Regions from separate parts of the Mus musculus genome. Here regions 2, 3 and 4 are each linked to region 1. A link is a contact called in public Hi-C, Micro-C and promoter capture Hi-C data. All regions are on one chromosome and are shown on one strand. The core of a region is the stretch at or near the end of the contact, and the rest is flanking DNA. Distances in the headings are between cores, read along the strand shown.

Region 1 (3,494 bases), core at 986-3,485:
GCCTATAAAGAAAAACCCTGTCTTGAAAAACAAACAAACAAAAAACAACAAAAAACCAAAACAACAACAACAACAAAAAGATTTTATATGTACGTATGTGACCTTTTGGGAAGGCAAGCAAGCCTCTCCTATTCTGAGATGAACAACACAGAACCCTATTCTTTCACCCAGATCTACTCCGGTTGCTTTACACTGAGGAGATATCAAATACGGGGACTGTGAGAAAGGATTCGTATGCGAAGGCATCTGTCAGTGTGGCAGAAATACTGTAAAGAATCCAACTATGTCATTATGGAGCAGAACAATACAGATAATACTAGAACCTTACACGGGCTAGACATACATCTTCATACAGAGTGTAATCTACTAGTGGTTCTGTTGGCTGGTGGAATTATAGTACTTCTTAATTTTATTCTTTACATATTTTCTCCATGAATAATATTAAAACTGACTAGGTCATTTTCATGGTGTGTGTAACATGGAAATACATGAAAGTGTATATTTTTAATGTATGCAGTTCAGTGTGTATCAATTATATATAAAATATCTTGAAACAGAAGGATCTTGAGAAAACAATCTTGAGCCTTTTACGGAACAACTGCTACATTTTGGGGCTAGAGCAAAACAAAACAAGAAAGAAAACAAGAAAAAAACAACAAGAAAGTGGTTAAGAGCAAATGCACTTAACTGCTGCACACTCGCTCTGGCCTCAAATTTAAGCGCTTGCTATTGTCCCCTTTGTACCACTAGGCCTCATCTTTTGTCAAAGTCTACTATTTTAATTTTTAAAACGTTTTCTTGTGGTATTCACTCATTTCCTGGTCTGCTTTCTACACCTACCCTGGAATGTGGCCCTGCTCTTGGTCACCTTGATGGGTGACCCCGCCTCTGCCTCCCCGCCCCCCTCCTCCCCAAAGGGCTTCTGTCAGGTGGAGGAGGGGGACGGTAAATCATTTGACAGACTCCAGGCGACACCCACATAGCCCCAGCAAATCTGGAATCCCCGGCTGGATTAGCTCAGGTGAGACTCAGGAAGGGCGGCACCAGTTTTCTGGCTGTGGAGGTGACCCAGAGGTTATCCTTAAGGGAGTGTCACCACTCCAGAAGCCGATCTTAAACAATTTCCTTTTTATTTTTTGAGACAGGGCTTTTTTCTGTAGCCCAGGCTGGTCTCGAACTCGTTATCATTCGTTGGCAGCTTCCCCAGGGCTCCACCACACCTACCTTTTAAACAATTTTTTTTTACAACCTATGTTTGCACTACCTTCATATTGAGTAAATATTGTGCACTTGCTGGTGCAAGCCCTGTGCAAAGGGTTTCCATTTATTGTCTCTTTTGATCTATGCCGCAACGTTTCAGTAAGGACTATGGAGATCATAGGAATGGGGACTCGGATGCTGTATTCAAAGTCACTGAACTATGGCTCAAAGCCCAGGCTCCCGGCTTTCCCTCTCCCTGGACTCTTGTATGAGTTCCGAAGCGGAAACAGTGCACTTTCAGGCACCCACAAGCATAGCCTGCTTTCCCGCGTCCCCCTTGTGCAGAATGAGGCAACATCCGCCAGCGCAATCAACAGGGTCGCGCCGAAGGAGACCTGGCCAACGACGTCGTGGAGCCACCCGGCTCGGGCTCGCAGAGGTCAACGCAAAACCCTCGAGGAGGATGGAAGCGCTCAAGCCTCCACCACACCTCCCGCCGCAGGCGCCACCGAGCCGCCGCGCCGCCAGCCCGGCGGAGCCAGCGCGCGTGCGCGGGGCCAGAGGGTACGCCCTCGCGAGCGCGCGGGGAGCGGGGCGCGTCACCGCGCGGGCGAGCGCGCGCGCGGCCGAGGAGCTCGGGCGCGCTGCGAGACGGCGTCGGCGTCCGTGCGCGCTGCGGGCCGAGGCTGTGTGGGCTGAGGCGACGAGCGAGGCAGCGGCGCCCCAGAGCCGAGGGGACGCGCGGGTGTCGCGCAGTGGGAGCGGACGCTTCGGAGCAGACGTGGGGCCCCGGCGGGAGAGCTTGGCTTCGCCGCTACGCGCCTGCCGGGCGCCGGCCGCTTCCCGGGTCCGGAGCGGCCGCCGCCCCGGGAGACGCGCGGTGACACGGGCCTAAGGCGCCGCGGGCCGCGGGCGTCCGCGCCGCTCGGACCCGTGCGGCCCGGTGCGGGCCGGGGACGAGCGCCGGGGCAGGTGCAGCCCCCGGGGCCCGCGAGCGAGGTGCCCACCGTGCCGCTCGGCCCGTCCCGGCTCGCGGCGGCCGCGCGCCCCACTCCGGGGCCGGAGCCCGGTCGGCGCCCCGCCTTCTCCGGGGAGCGCCCGGCGGGAGCGGCCCGGACCCCGGGCTCGCGCGGGAGACGACGCGCCACAAACTTTGCCTTTTATTGTTCCTAGCCCTTTAAGGGCAAGGGGCTCTGCTGGGCTTGGAAAAATGTCCTTCTTCAATTTCCGTAAGATCTTCAAGTTGGGGAGCGAGAAGAAGAAGAAACAGTACGAACACGTGAAGAGAGACCTGAACCCCGAAGAGTTTTGGGAGATTATTGGAGAACTGGGCGACGGAGCCTTCGGGAAAGTCTATAAGGTAAGAGGGGGAAAACGGGAAGTTGGCTTAGGAGGAGATGAAACGGCCGCCTGTCCGGAGTGGCACGAGGACTTCACCCCAGCAGCCCTTCCCGTGACTTGCCCGCTCCTTGGCTTTGTAGGTTGAAACTTCAGCTCAGCATCCAAGCCGTTACGGAATACCGTGGGGCCGGATGCAGTTTCAGGAGTGATGGGTCTGCAGTCTAAACCCTGTCAAACTTCCGAATTTAATGGGAGGAGCGGGTGGTTGCGGCCCGGCCCTCGAGTCTTTTAAAATCGGAAACTCGTTAGCTTCTTTCTCCCTGTGCTGATGTTTGTTTACTAGTGGCGTTTGCATGTGTGCATGAAACAGGTAACTTTTTGGAGATGGGGACAGTATGTATAATTCAGATAAAACGAGCAAAAGGTGCCTGGCCAGCATGGAGCCCGTTCTTGAGTTGGTTGCTTGGCCACATGGGATGGAATTTCTGACAACATTTCCAGGAGATCTTCATTTCATCCTAGTTTTGAAATTCGATAAGCATTGGCTAGAAGGCAATACCAGTGCTTGAGGAATCAGAAAACTACACGAGTATTTATGTATTTCAATAGAGGTTTGATGTTTCTACACAAAGGTGTGAATGTTAACTGTTTACCCTGTCCTAGGAAGTATATGAATGATGTCATTGGAATATTTACTTCCTGAAGGGCGAGGTTTTTATGAGCCACAGTTTAGGGGTAGGACCCACTGGTTGCCTAGAATTGAAAACATAGATTCAAGACTTTCCATTCTCACATAATTTGTATCGTATAAAAGTCCTGAGAAGTGGCAGTGTCCACCTGCTCATGGAGGGAGACAGTGAAGCTCACAGACAGTTCATGGCCACCATGATTCAGTGTAGCCTTGAACTCAGGCCTCTGTGCCCATATGTAGTAGTGTCTTTTTACTTTTAATT
Region 2 (3,557 bases), core at 337-2,836, 210 kb after region 1:
GAGCGACTCATCCGGGCCAGGGATAAGGAGCTGAGTGCTCATTTAGCCTCACCTTCTGGTAACATGACTGGCAGGGTGAAGTATTCCAGCCTGCTTCTGCCCATATCTGGAAGCGGGTACAACACCAGCACTTCGACCACATCTGACTCCATGACAGACACCGTGGATATCTGCAGGATGTCCTTGCCCGTCTCTGAAAGTGAATGGGGATTGACTGTGTTAAAGAGCCCTGCATCATTCTAACTAAGACAGGAGAGAGACTACTTTCCTCAAATTCTCAGCATGATCCTTTGTTAATATTGAATATTTTAAACACACACACACACACACACACACACACACACACACACAGAGTTGTATTTAAGTGTGTCAAAATGGAGACACTGCTTCACTCAGTCTTAAGTAGCAAATTTTATTGGCTGACTTTTTTTTTTTTTAAAGATTTATTTATTTATTTATTTATTTATTTATTTATTTATTTATTTATTTATTATATGTAAGTACACTGTAGCTGTCTTCAGATGCACCAGAAGAGGGCATCAGATCTCATTACAGATGGTTGTGAGCCACCATGTGGTTGCTGGGATTTGAACTTCAGACCTTCGGTAGAGCAGTCGGGTGCTCTTACCCACTGAGCCATCTCACCAGCCCATTGGCTGACTTTTACAGTGACCTGTAAGCACGAGTTATGGGACCTGTTTGATAAACTGATAGGGGAGATTTCTGATTTTCCAGCCATGTGGGTTTGGTCATGCCTATGTTCCAACAGGGATGCCTTCCGGAGCCGGCCACCTTTGTTCTTCCCACCTGTACCCTGGGTGCTCATGTCCTGGCTCCCATCTGGGCACCGGCCGGTTCCAGGGCTCTCACACTGGGTGACCTTAGACACGGATGTTCTTGGCATCATTACGTAGGTAGTGGAAATGCCCCCGATGCTGAGTCTGACCCTTGGGAAATCCTGCTCAGTGACTTGCGCTATGCCACGTTTACCTCTCACCCAACTCTGAACAGTGCTTCTGTTCCCTGCCTCCCACCAAGGCACTCTGCGGCTTGGCTTCCTTAACAAGGGAGACAGGGGCCATCTCAGAAAATCCTGGACCTTACTCTGTTTCCTCATTTCTTTCCTGTTCACTCCATCATCTCCCTCTATTTTCTAGCACTGGCAGGATGTGGGGTTCCCGTCTGTGACTTTGAGCCCATTGAGACGACACACCTCCACTCGCTGCCTTTTGTCTCCTTGTATTCTCTTTGATGTTCTCTCTTCTTCCCACAAGAGGCTGGGACCCTCCTCCTTCTCTTTGCCCTGGACAGCTGGCACACAAACCTCTCTCACTCAGGCTGAGTTTCCCATGTCATCTTGTCCAGTGCTGGCTCGGCTTTTGCACATGTGCCCTCCATGGCCCACCGGTCTCTCAGGGAACACCTGCTAACTGACCAGCGTGGCCTATGCCTGCCTGCCTGCCTGCCTGCCTGGCGGGACTCTCACCCAGTCTGTCTTTCTCGAGCTGTTTCTGGAAGGGATGATGCAGGCCCCTCACTACTTGGAACCTCCGTGGCTTTCTTCACTGCTACATACTCTGCCTGTGGTTTCGGTGAGAGCTGAGGGTTCCCAGCTTCGCCCCTCCCATCTCCAGGCCAACCTTGCTGTACAATCAATTAAAGCTTATCCCGACTAGCTTAAGAAAAATTGCGATTCAGATTATGGTTTTTGTTTTGTTTTGTTTTTTCGAGACAGGGTTTCTCTGTGTAGCCTTGGCTGTCCTGGAACTCACTGTGTAGACCAGGCTGGCCTCAAACTCAGAAATCCGCCTGCCTCTGCCTCCCGAGTGCTGAGATTAAAGGCGTGCGCCACCACCGCCCCGGCTGTTTGTTTTTGTTTTTGTTTTTAAATTTGGCTTTGACAGTTACTGGGAGGTAACCCGTAATCTATGCTTCTAACTGCTGCCCTGGCTACCTCTCCAGTAGCCAGATACTTGCTGTTTCTCCTGCTCTCTTCTCATGGTATCTACCCTGTCCTCTCTCTTCTCTTTCTCGCTTTCTGCCCCTCTCAACTAGGTAACTAAAAAACCCTACCTGTCTCTAATTCTTCTAGTAGTTGGCTCTAGCAGTTTCTATTTAACTAATAGTTTTAAATTAGGAAAGAAGGTTTGCACAACAAAAGCTGGTGCGGGTCACCTTAAGAACTTACATCAAGGCCTAGACCCTCCCGGACAGAACTTAGCATTACAGTATATAGCAACAGGCCAACCTCCACCCAACCTCATTAGTTACAAACTGAATATTCAAGCAGCACAGCAGCCTCTCTGCTGTCAGCCCCCGGCTCTACCACATCAAGAGCCATCCAAGTTACAGACTGGGTTGCTCTTTGGCCCCAGTGAGCCGTTAGGTCACTGTCTTGACCGTGTGGAAGCCGGTGGCCCAAGAAGACACAATGTCATGGCTATCTGCCCAAATCTTCCACTTGGTTCTTATGTCAGTCCTAGGAAGCCTTGAGTTGTAGCACTAATGTGCGCACCCCATCCTGCACATGTGTTAAGGATCTGAGTCATCACTTCCCTTGGAATGTAGTCGCCTTCCATTTTTGGCACCCTCAGCTGGGACGCCTCCATCCACTCAGCTCCATCCACTCCTACCCCTTCACCTGAGGAATTACATAGCACGACATTGTTTCCTTGGCTTTCCCATGCCTCCCGCCCTGGCCCATATTCAACATTTTGTACTTAGTAAATTTTTTTAAAATAAATAAATGAATGAGTTTATAAATATATCTTGGAGAACACACACACACATTTGGGACTAAAGGTATGGAGAAAAATTAATTATTAAACAGAGGTCAGAGGTAAAAAGTTTTTAAAACTATTACGGTTGTAAGCCATCTGTTCCTCCTCTTGTAATATCAAAATGTTCGGACCTTTATCTAATTCAATAGTTGATACAAGGGTTGTTGTTGTTGTTGTTTTAGCATTAGTTACATACTAGACAACTCTAATCCTCTCAATTTCTCTAAATAGAATATAGAAATTTAACTTCTATTTAAAATTTTCTTTTTCAGGAAAATGCAACATACGTAATTGTTTTGATATAATTCAAATTTTTAGCTTTCAACTATTTGGCATAAAGTGATCTAAATTTTAAACTCACAAACATCCTGCATCATACCAGTGAATCCAAAAATTTGAAATGACTTTGAGGGTCTGGCATCGATGACAAAGATGTTTCCTTCCTCTGTACCAACTAACAGAAAGATTCCTCGCTGGTCATACCTGGAAGAGAAGAAATCCAACATACCCGTTATTCTCCATTTTATCAGCTTGGTGGTGAGTGAGCTTGCTGGATGCATGGCCACAGAAACACACTCAAAACCAGCCACTCTTAGCGTGGGTGGCATCATTTATTTACGGGTTCATTTATGTTGTGCTTTGGGGATGGAACTGGGTGGCCTGTGCACGCAAAGTAGATGTACCATTAGACTGCGCCCCCAGCCCTATCGTTTGCCATTTTCAAACATTTTCTGACCTTATAAAAGAGGACATCTACACGTTGATGTAGTCATTCCC
Region 3 (3,223 bases), core at 463-2,962, 220 kb before region 1:
AGAGGTCACCAACTGGGGGGTTATACTCAAGAGTAGACAGCTATGGTCAGAATGAGCCTTTGGGCTTTGAGGAGAAAGGGGCCACCCGTCCTGGGGGAGGCAGAACACCTGCCTGCTGGATAGACCTGCGTGGGTGGGTAGATGGGGCTTACCTGTCCTGATGGAGATGCCCCAGGGTACCTGGGCCTCAGCCATGAGACAGGAAGTATGTGGAAATGAGAGACACCCACACCCCAACTCCTCCCAAGGCTGGGGATCAGGGGAGAACAGAAAGCACAATGTGAGAAAAATACCAGGACCCCAGGTCACCCTGTAGAGGCACCCCTATATTTTCCCTACGCTCTTGTTTAAGGGAGCCAGAAACCCTGTGTCAGCCCTGACGACAGCCTTTCGGCCTGCACCAAGCCCTCACTGACCTTTGCTGGAGTGACGGTCAGGCCAGACAAGGGCTTTTGAATCCTCGTCCCTCCTGTTGGTCTATCCAGCATGGTAGCGGGGACACAGAGGCTCTGTTCCTCGGTGCGGACACATTTCCCGTGGGCACCTTTGCACCCAGGTAGAAGGGACTGTGGTGGAGGTGGGCAGAATGCACTTACAGAGTCCTGTGCCCTTCCTCATCCAATCTCTCTCTGACCCACAGCCACTGGGCCGGGCTGGGTAAGACCGATTCTATGAAGAGATTCTCTGTGCATTAGCCAGTGGCCGCGGATGGGTTGCTGGGAGCACAGGGTGGCCCATGTCCCTGGCCAGACGAATGATGACAGATGAATAGAGTTGCCTAGCTGAGGGTCTCACCAGGACGCAGCCCAGCATAAGGTGGGGCTGGCTCTCAACCCCAGTGCCTCAGCCGGAGACCAGCTGGCTGCCTAAGCACCTAGGGGAAGAACCTGGAGGGAGGGCTCTGTGAGACGCCTCCAAACATAACCTACAGCTAGAGCCAGGTCCGTTCTCATTACCAGTTTCCCATCTGTACGGGATCGGGAGAGGAACCTTTGAACCTGGGTACAAAATAAGAATCAGGGGTTTGAAGAGAAGTGGTCCACTGAAGGTCACAGCAGCGCTGTGTGTTCTGACTGGACCACTAAGATTAACTCAGTGCAAGATTCAAACCTAGTTGTAGCCTTGAGTTGGCCTGTGTAGTTCCTAGCATATAGTAGGTGCTCAGTAAATACCTAGGCGTAAAGGAAGACTGCAGGAGGGACTCTCCCTGGACCTCTCTCCCACCTTCCATTTCCGTCCCAGGGAGAGGTGAGAAGAGCGGGGGAAGCAGCCAAGGCGTGCTCCACACGGCGTCTGTTGCTCTAACCAGCCCACGGATGGCTGAGCGACTTACACAGGTTGTAAAGCCACTGCCACCAAGGCTCTGCTCCCAGCCACAATGCATCCTGAATTCTGACTAAAATGTCACAGGTAAAGCTGGTGCCCTGCCTTGCAAGCAGGCCAGTTGAGTTTGAGAACGTGGGGACCCCAAAAACAGTCACCTCAAACTCTCAGAAACCTGGCCGCATTGCCAAGGTGCCCTTACACTGTCCCCCTGCTGGGTCTGAGGCAGGCTGATAGTTCCCTCTGTCCTAGACCACCTAGGACATGGGGAAATGAGGTGATCGGTCCATCTCCTCCTGGGACTTCCTAGTTTTACCAGCTGGTCCTGGATCAACCACCGCTGCCCGGCAGGAAGTGGGAGGAGCCTGGGCCTCAGGAAGTGGGAGGAGCCTGGACCCCGCTACAGCGAGTCTCTGCATCTAACCTCACCCTTCCCCACCTTGCCTGCTCTGTTCCTTCTTCCCCGGGAAAGCCTTATTCCTGTTTCCCAGGTATGCCATCTTACCCCTGAGACGGCCTGTCCCTGTGTGCCTGCTCCTGTGGCGCAAGAGCAGAGCTACCATAGGGATGCCAGGGTACGTGCCCAGGGTGCTGAGGTTGGTAGTGGAGCCAGGGCTTTCCCGGTTTGGCAGAGGGACTTTCCAGCAACACTTTGGCCCCCGAGACAGAAAGAAGCTGGCCTTCGAGGCAGACTGGGGCAAGATGGTTCTGATCTGCACAGACCCTACCACCACCCACTTGGAGTCTCTCTGAACATTGGGACATTGTTCTGGGCCTCAACAGAGGGCTCAGTGGCCCCGAGGCTGAAGAACAAAAACTAGTTTAGCAGGACTCTGCCTGTCGCCATGAAATTTCAAGAATTTCATCAGGGCAGGCTGGACAGGGGGGAATAAACAGAGAGCAGAGCTCACTGCCTGAGGGGTCCCTGCAGAAACCAAGGAGTGAGGCGAGCAGAGTCAGGGCCAATCGTCCTCCGGTATTGGTCGGGACAGTGGGCATATTTTTGGGTGTTGGGATGGGGACACAGGCAGAGCGCCCCCCCCCACACTTGTCTAGATTCATCCTGGCTGTCAGAACAAACACAGCATTCCCAGTATATCGGAACTGAATTCCCTCTCGTTTTAAGTGAGGGTTTTAAATTTAAACACTCTAAAATCTTATTCATCTATTTGTGTGGGCGGGCGACGTGCCACGGCGCATGTGCGGCGCTTAGAGGACAACGTGTGGGAGTCAGTTCCCGCTTTCCTCCCCGTGGGTCCCCAGACTGAACTCCGGTCTCCAGGTTTGAGGGCGACCACCTTTCCCCACCGAGACACCTTGCTGATCCACAGTTCCTCCCTTCCTTCTGGAGTCAGGGCCTCATGCAGCCCAGGCTGTCCTTGAACTCACACTGGAGCAGTGTGAGGAGACTCAAACCTGAAGCTTCATGCAAGCTTGTGGAGCAGGGAGCTGCGTGCCTAGTGCCAAGCACTGCTCATGATCTGCAGTCCTTCTCTCCTCACCCCAAGTCCCACATGGCTCCCCCAGAGTCCACGCAGATGGACTGAGATGTCCCGTCATGAGACTTTCTGGCCCACTAACCTCTTGTGACTATTAGGCAAAGGGCCTGGCCCAGGGAGGAGAGGTCTGATGTAGACCTGCTCTCAGGCCTCTAAGGTAGCATGCAGGAGTTTTAAGATCTATCTATCTCCCTGCTTCTTGGCTGTATGGACTGGGACTTTGGATTCACCATCTGCTAACTAGGATGTAAGACTCTTCCTCAGGTGGCCTGAGACATAAATGACAAAATAATGTGTAGAATTCACAGAGTGAGGCCAGCGAGGCGGACACTCTTCAATTTCTGCTCTCCTCTCTTCTCAGGATGTATACACACACATGTGTATGCATACATACATACATA
Region 4 (3,194 bases), core at 600-3,099, 130 kb after region 1:
CTCCTTCTGCCTCCTTCTATTTATTTGTAGAAATAATGCATTTACACAGTAGAAATCTCATTACAAGTTTTCTATAGATTTGAAATGTGATGAATATTGAAAACACAATTCTGTTGTCTACAGGCACAATACTAGGAAATTATACAACAATATAGATTAGGGCTCAGTCTAGCCCAGAGAATTCTGCTAGAAAGAAAACCCCTGAAGTTCATGGTCAAGAATCACTTTCATGTCAGAACAACCTATTTATCAGCTTTCCCCTTACTGATTCACTCATTCTAGGTATTTCACTCAATATAAGCCATTCCTTTCTAGGTATCCCAGGCTGCCTTTCAGCTCATCAGCCCTCTTGCCCCTGCCTTCTAAGGGCTGGGATTGCATGCATGTGCTCCATACCTGGCAATATATCCATTCTGAATAAAAAAAAAAATTGCACATAGCATCAGCAAACGGAATGAACACATGACTTATTTTAATTCTATTTATTACTATTATTATTATTTTATTTAGGATGTTTTTGAGACCTCAGGTCTCATTATGTAGCCCAGGCTAGAGTCAAAATCACAGAGATCTGCCTGCTTCTGCCTCCGGACTGCTGGGATTAAAGGTATTCACCACTATGTCCAGTAGGGCTCCTTTTTACATAGGGTCCCAATAGCATAAAAATTTTGCAAATCCACAGGTGAGCATTCTGTTCCCATCATTTATTTATGCAGCTCTCATGACCTAGATTTATCCAGCCAGAGGCCCTTCAGAAAGAGAACACACTTACTTGGTCAGAGCGGGGGTTTCCTCTTCTCTGAAACCTGCGGGTTACGGCAAACTGTTGGGTAACTATAGTTTCCAAAAAGAAAGGCTATTCTATATATTTTCTATGATTAAACTTGTTATCTGATGGATAGAGTCTCTATAAAAACACAGATGAAAAATACAGAAAAGAGAGAGAGAGAGAGAGAGAGAGAGAGAGAGAGAGAGAGATGCCTGTGAACTTCAGGAGGAAGAGTTGGAGAAAACAGAGTTAAGCATTCACATCTGTTTTGCCATAACGAAATTCAGCTTTTACACACACTGCTTAGTGGTTGATTCTGAAAGAACCATTGGAGAAAGTCATTATTGTGATACAGGTGTAAAAACAGACATTGGAATGTTCAATGATTTTATTTTCTTAGTTTTCTAATTAATTCCCCCACAATTTTTTTTGTTTTAATGACATTTTTTTTTTTAACAAAGAAACTTCACCAAGCCTAGCACGAATCTAATCTTTCACAATGCTTTGATGTAACATAAAAGTCAACAACAAGCCAGGCATGGTGGCGCATGCCTTTAATCCCAGCACTCTGGAGGCAGAGGCAGGCAGATTTCTGAGTTCGAGGCCAGCCTGGTCTACAAAGTGAGTTCCAGGACAGCCAGGGCTATACAGAGAAACCCTGTCTTGGGAAAAAAAAAAATCAACAACATTATCGAAAGCAGCTCAAAGCTGTTGTGACAGGTTTCCAACATTGTGAACTAGGCAACCACCAAGAGCCTATGTAACTTCCATATGTTCAGTTCAAAATGTCAGTAAACTCATTTCATAACAACTTTGGACTGCTCTCTTCCCCCTTGTAGTAAGAATGGGGGCCCAAGTTGTTATGTTCAATAACTAAAAAACGAGCTAGTTACTCTCTCAGGGCTTAGGGTGAATATATTCAACAAAGTTCACTCTTAAGGACCAAAATGTAGTCTTAGAATTTGCCCTGTGGTCTTGAGCCATTTACCGGAAGCCATCCTGACCTGTTCCTTTTGGGTAGGAAAGAACAGCTGTCTACCTTTCCCGTCAGAGTGCTAGTTAGTCATCTCTGAGATGTCATCCTCGGGAATGCAGTGGAAGGAGTCAGAGATGACCCCCCCCCCCCATGCCGAGGTTCTACAGTCAGAGCTCATGTAGAAAAGCGTGCTGAGCCTCGTGAGATGGCTGGGCCAGGAGCAGGAACTGGCAGGTCCTTGTTCTGAGCATGTGTTGATTCAGAACCAACACATGATTCACAGAAGCCTGAATGTGGGAGATTGCTCAGAATGGCACATGGCCAGTGTTCCCTCAAACATGCCTGAGAACATTAACACATCTTCCCAGCTAGCAAAGACAAGTGGAAGGTAAGCTGGCTCTGAGGTTTTAGGCCTGGAAACTAACATCTCAACTACTTGACACTAACTTTTTATATACCTGTTATTTCCTTTATACCATTAGTTAATGGTATAAGAAATTCACAGCATCTCCCGCAAACACATAGCTATAGTTATAAAGATGATAAAAACCAATCAGTGATGCCCCTGCCCCTAGAAGGGTTACAGGTGGCTGCTGTGTCACATGTGTCTCAGTATGTGGCCAAGAGAGGCTCTGTCTACACTCAGTGTTCTATCTATGGACATCTAATAACCTAACATTCCCTGAAAACAGCAAGCCTGAGGTGACCACCAGTTCAGCACCAGACAGGCCAGGGTGGGCTTCCAGGATTGGGAGCAAGCCAGGGACTAGAACACCACCTCCCCCCTCCCCAACCTGGGATCTCTAGGCCCCAGGCAGGAGTGAGCCTGAGATAGACAACCCTTGCATGGGACTACTCTGGCAGGCCGGGTGACAGTCTAGTGCAGCACAGGCCTGGGGATGGGAGACAGATCATACCTGAGGTGACCCCCTGCCCAGAGCCATAATCCATGAGAGGGACACAGCACTCCTGAGACCACTGCTGAGACAACTCCAGACACTCAGGACTTTGGGATCCATTAAAAGGAGCAAGTAAGTGAAGGAGAAATGGAAGAGAAAGAGAAACAGAAGGACGTGGGCACAATGAAAAGAGGCAGAGCTGGAGACTGGACGGTAGTGAAGAACAGCATGATGCGAGTAGCCGGTGATGCCACCTGGGACCATGTCCTTTGCTGCCACCAGAGGCTACACCTGGGTCGCCGGTCCTGCAGCAATGTGGGAGACCTGTCCCTACTTCTTGTCCCCCATGTGGTGGCTTAGATGCCTTCCTCCCCTCCCCATCTCCCTTCAACACCTGCAGGCCTGGCCCCAGGATCATGAGAGCAGGAGAGCTGGCCCTGCCCCTCACCAGCTGTAGCACTTGGGAGAGTGTGCCCTGCACCTCACCTGGGCAGCAGGGTAGAGCTGGCCCTGGTTGCACCCTGGTTGGTGAGCCAGCCCTGAGGGTGTG

What was found. Promoter capture Hi-C pulls out the DNA fragments that hold promoters and counts their contacts. Hi-C and Micro-C count contacts between places; a contact is called where the count stands out from the background.
Region 2: a contact with region 1 is called in a promoter capture Hi-C map of embryonic stem cells, with 3 times the contacts expected there. The contact joins the enhancer-like site here to the promoter of Slk in region 1. A contact is called at or near these places in 9 of 39 promoter capture datasets (the C10 cell line, HPC-7-derived erythroid cells, cranial neural crest and 3 more), 1 of 484 Hi-C or Micro-C datasets (liver), 3 of 115 datasets of contacts at active chromatin or transcription factors (all in embryonic stem cells) and 2 of 9 other capture datasets (adipose tissue and embryonic stem cells).
Region 3: a contact with region 1 is called in a Micro-C map of embryonic stem cells, with 2.4 times the contacts expected there. The contact joins the enhancer-like site here to the promoter of Slk in region 1. A contact is called at or near these places in 9 of 39 promoter capture datasets (the 3T3-L1 cell line, cranial neural crest, embryonic stem cells and 4 more), 1 of 15 datasets of contacts at CTCF or cohesin (large pre-B cells), 13 of 484 Hi-C or Micro-C datasets (bone marrow-derived macrophages, cerebral cortex, cortical neurons and 7 more), 4 of 115 datasets of contacts at active chromatin or transcription factors (embryonic hindbrain, forebrain, large pre-B cells and 1 more) and 3 of 9 other capture datasets (adipose tissue, liver and macrophages).
Region 4: a contact with region 1 is called in a Hi-C map of muscle stem cells, with 2.0 times the contacts expected there. The contact joins the enhancer-like site here to the promoter of Slk in region 1. A contact is called at or near these places in 14 of 39 promoter capture datasets (the C10 cell line, the HPC-7 cell line, cranial neural crest and 8 more), 16 of 484 Hi-C or Micro-C datasets (the C2C12 cell line, CD8 T cells, CD8 central memory T cells and 12 more), 2 of 115 datasets of contacts at active chromatin or transcription factors (forebrain and large pre-B cells) and 2 of 9 other capture datasets (adipose tissue and liver).

Annotation. Positions count from the first base shown.
Region 1 is chr19:47,577,784-47,581,277 of GRCm38.p6, forward strand. Slk (STE20-like kinase) reads left to right here and starts at 2,236. Exons shown (of 18, transcript NM_001164639.1): 1 at 2,236-2,560. The coding sequence starts at 2,411.
Region 2 is chr19:47,788,260-47,791,816 of GRCm38.p6, forward strand. It overlaps Cfap43 (cilia and flagella associated protein 43), which reads right to left. Exons shown (of 38, transcript NM_027559.2): 12 at 3,160-3,263; 13 at 53-193. Among named protein-coding and RNA genes, the nearest start is that of Mir8090, 35 kb to the left of the region's middle. Within about 2 kb of position 1,587, at least 6 of the 459 cell types and tissues checked have an H3K27ac peak or open chromatin away from gene starts, as enhancers often do. A contact at or near this core is called in embryonic stem cells, where this site is marked.
Region 3 is chr19:47,357,674-47,360,896 of GRCm38.p6, forward strand. All of the region lies in intron 5 of Sh3pxd2a (SH3 and PX domains 2A), which reads right to left. Among named protein-coding and RNA genes, the nearest start is that of Gm36885, 69 kb to the right of the region's middle. Within about 2 kb of position 1,713, at least 64 of the 459 cell types and tissues checked have an H3K27ac peak or open chromatin away from gene starts, as enhancers often do. A contact at or near this core is called in embryonic stem cells, where this site is marked.
Region 4 is chr19:47,708,557-47,711,750 of GRCm38.p6, forward strand. It overlaps the pseudogene Gm26085. Among named protein-coding and RNA genes, the nearest start is that of Gm24805, 4.7 kb to the right of the region's middle. Within about 2 kb of position 1,850, at least 16 of the 459 cell types and tissues checked have an H3K27ac peak or open chromatin away from gene starts, as enhancers often do. A contact at or near this core is called in the C2C12 cell line and muscle stem cells, where this site is marked.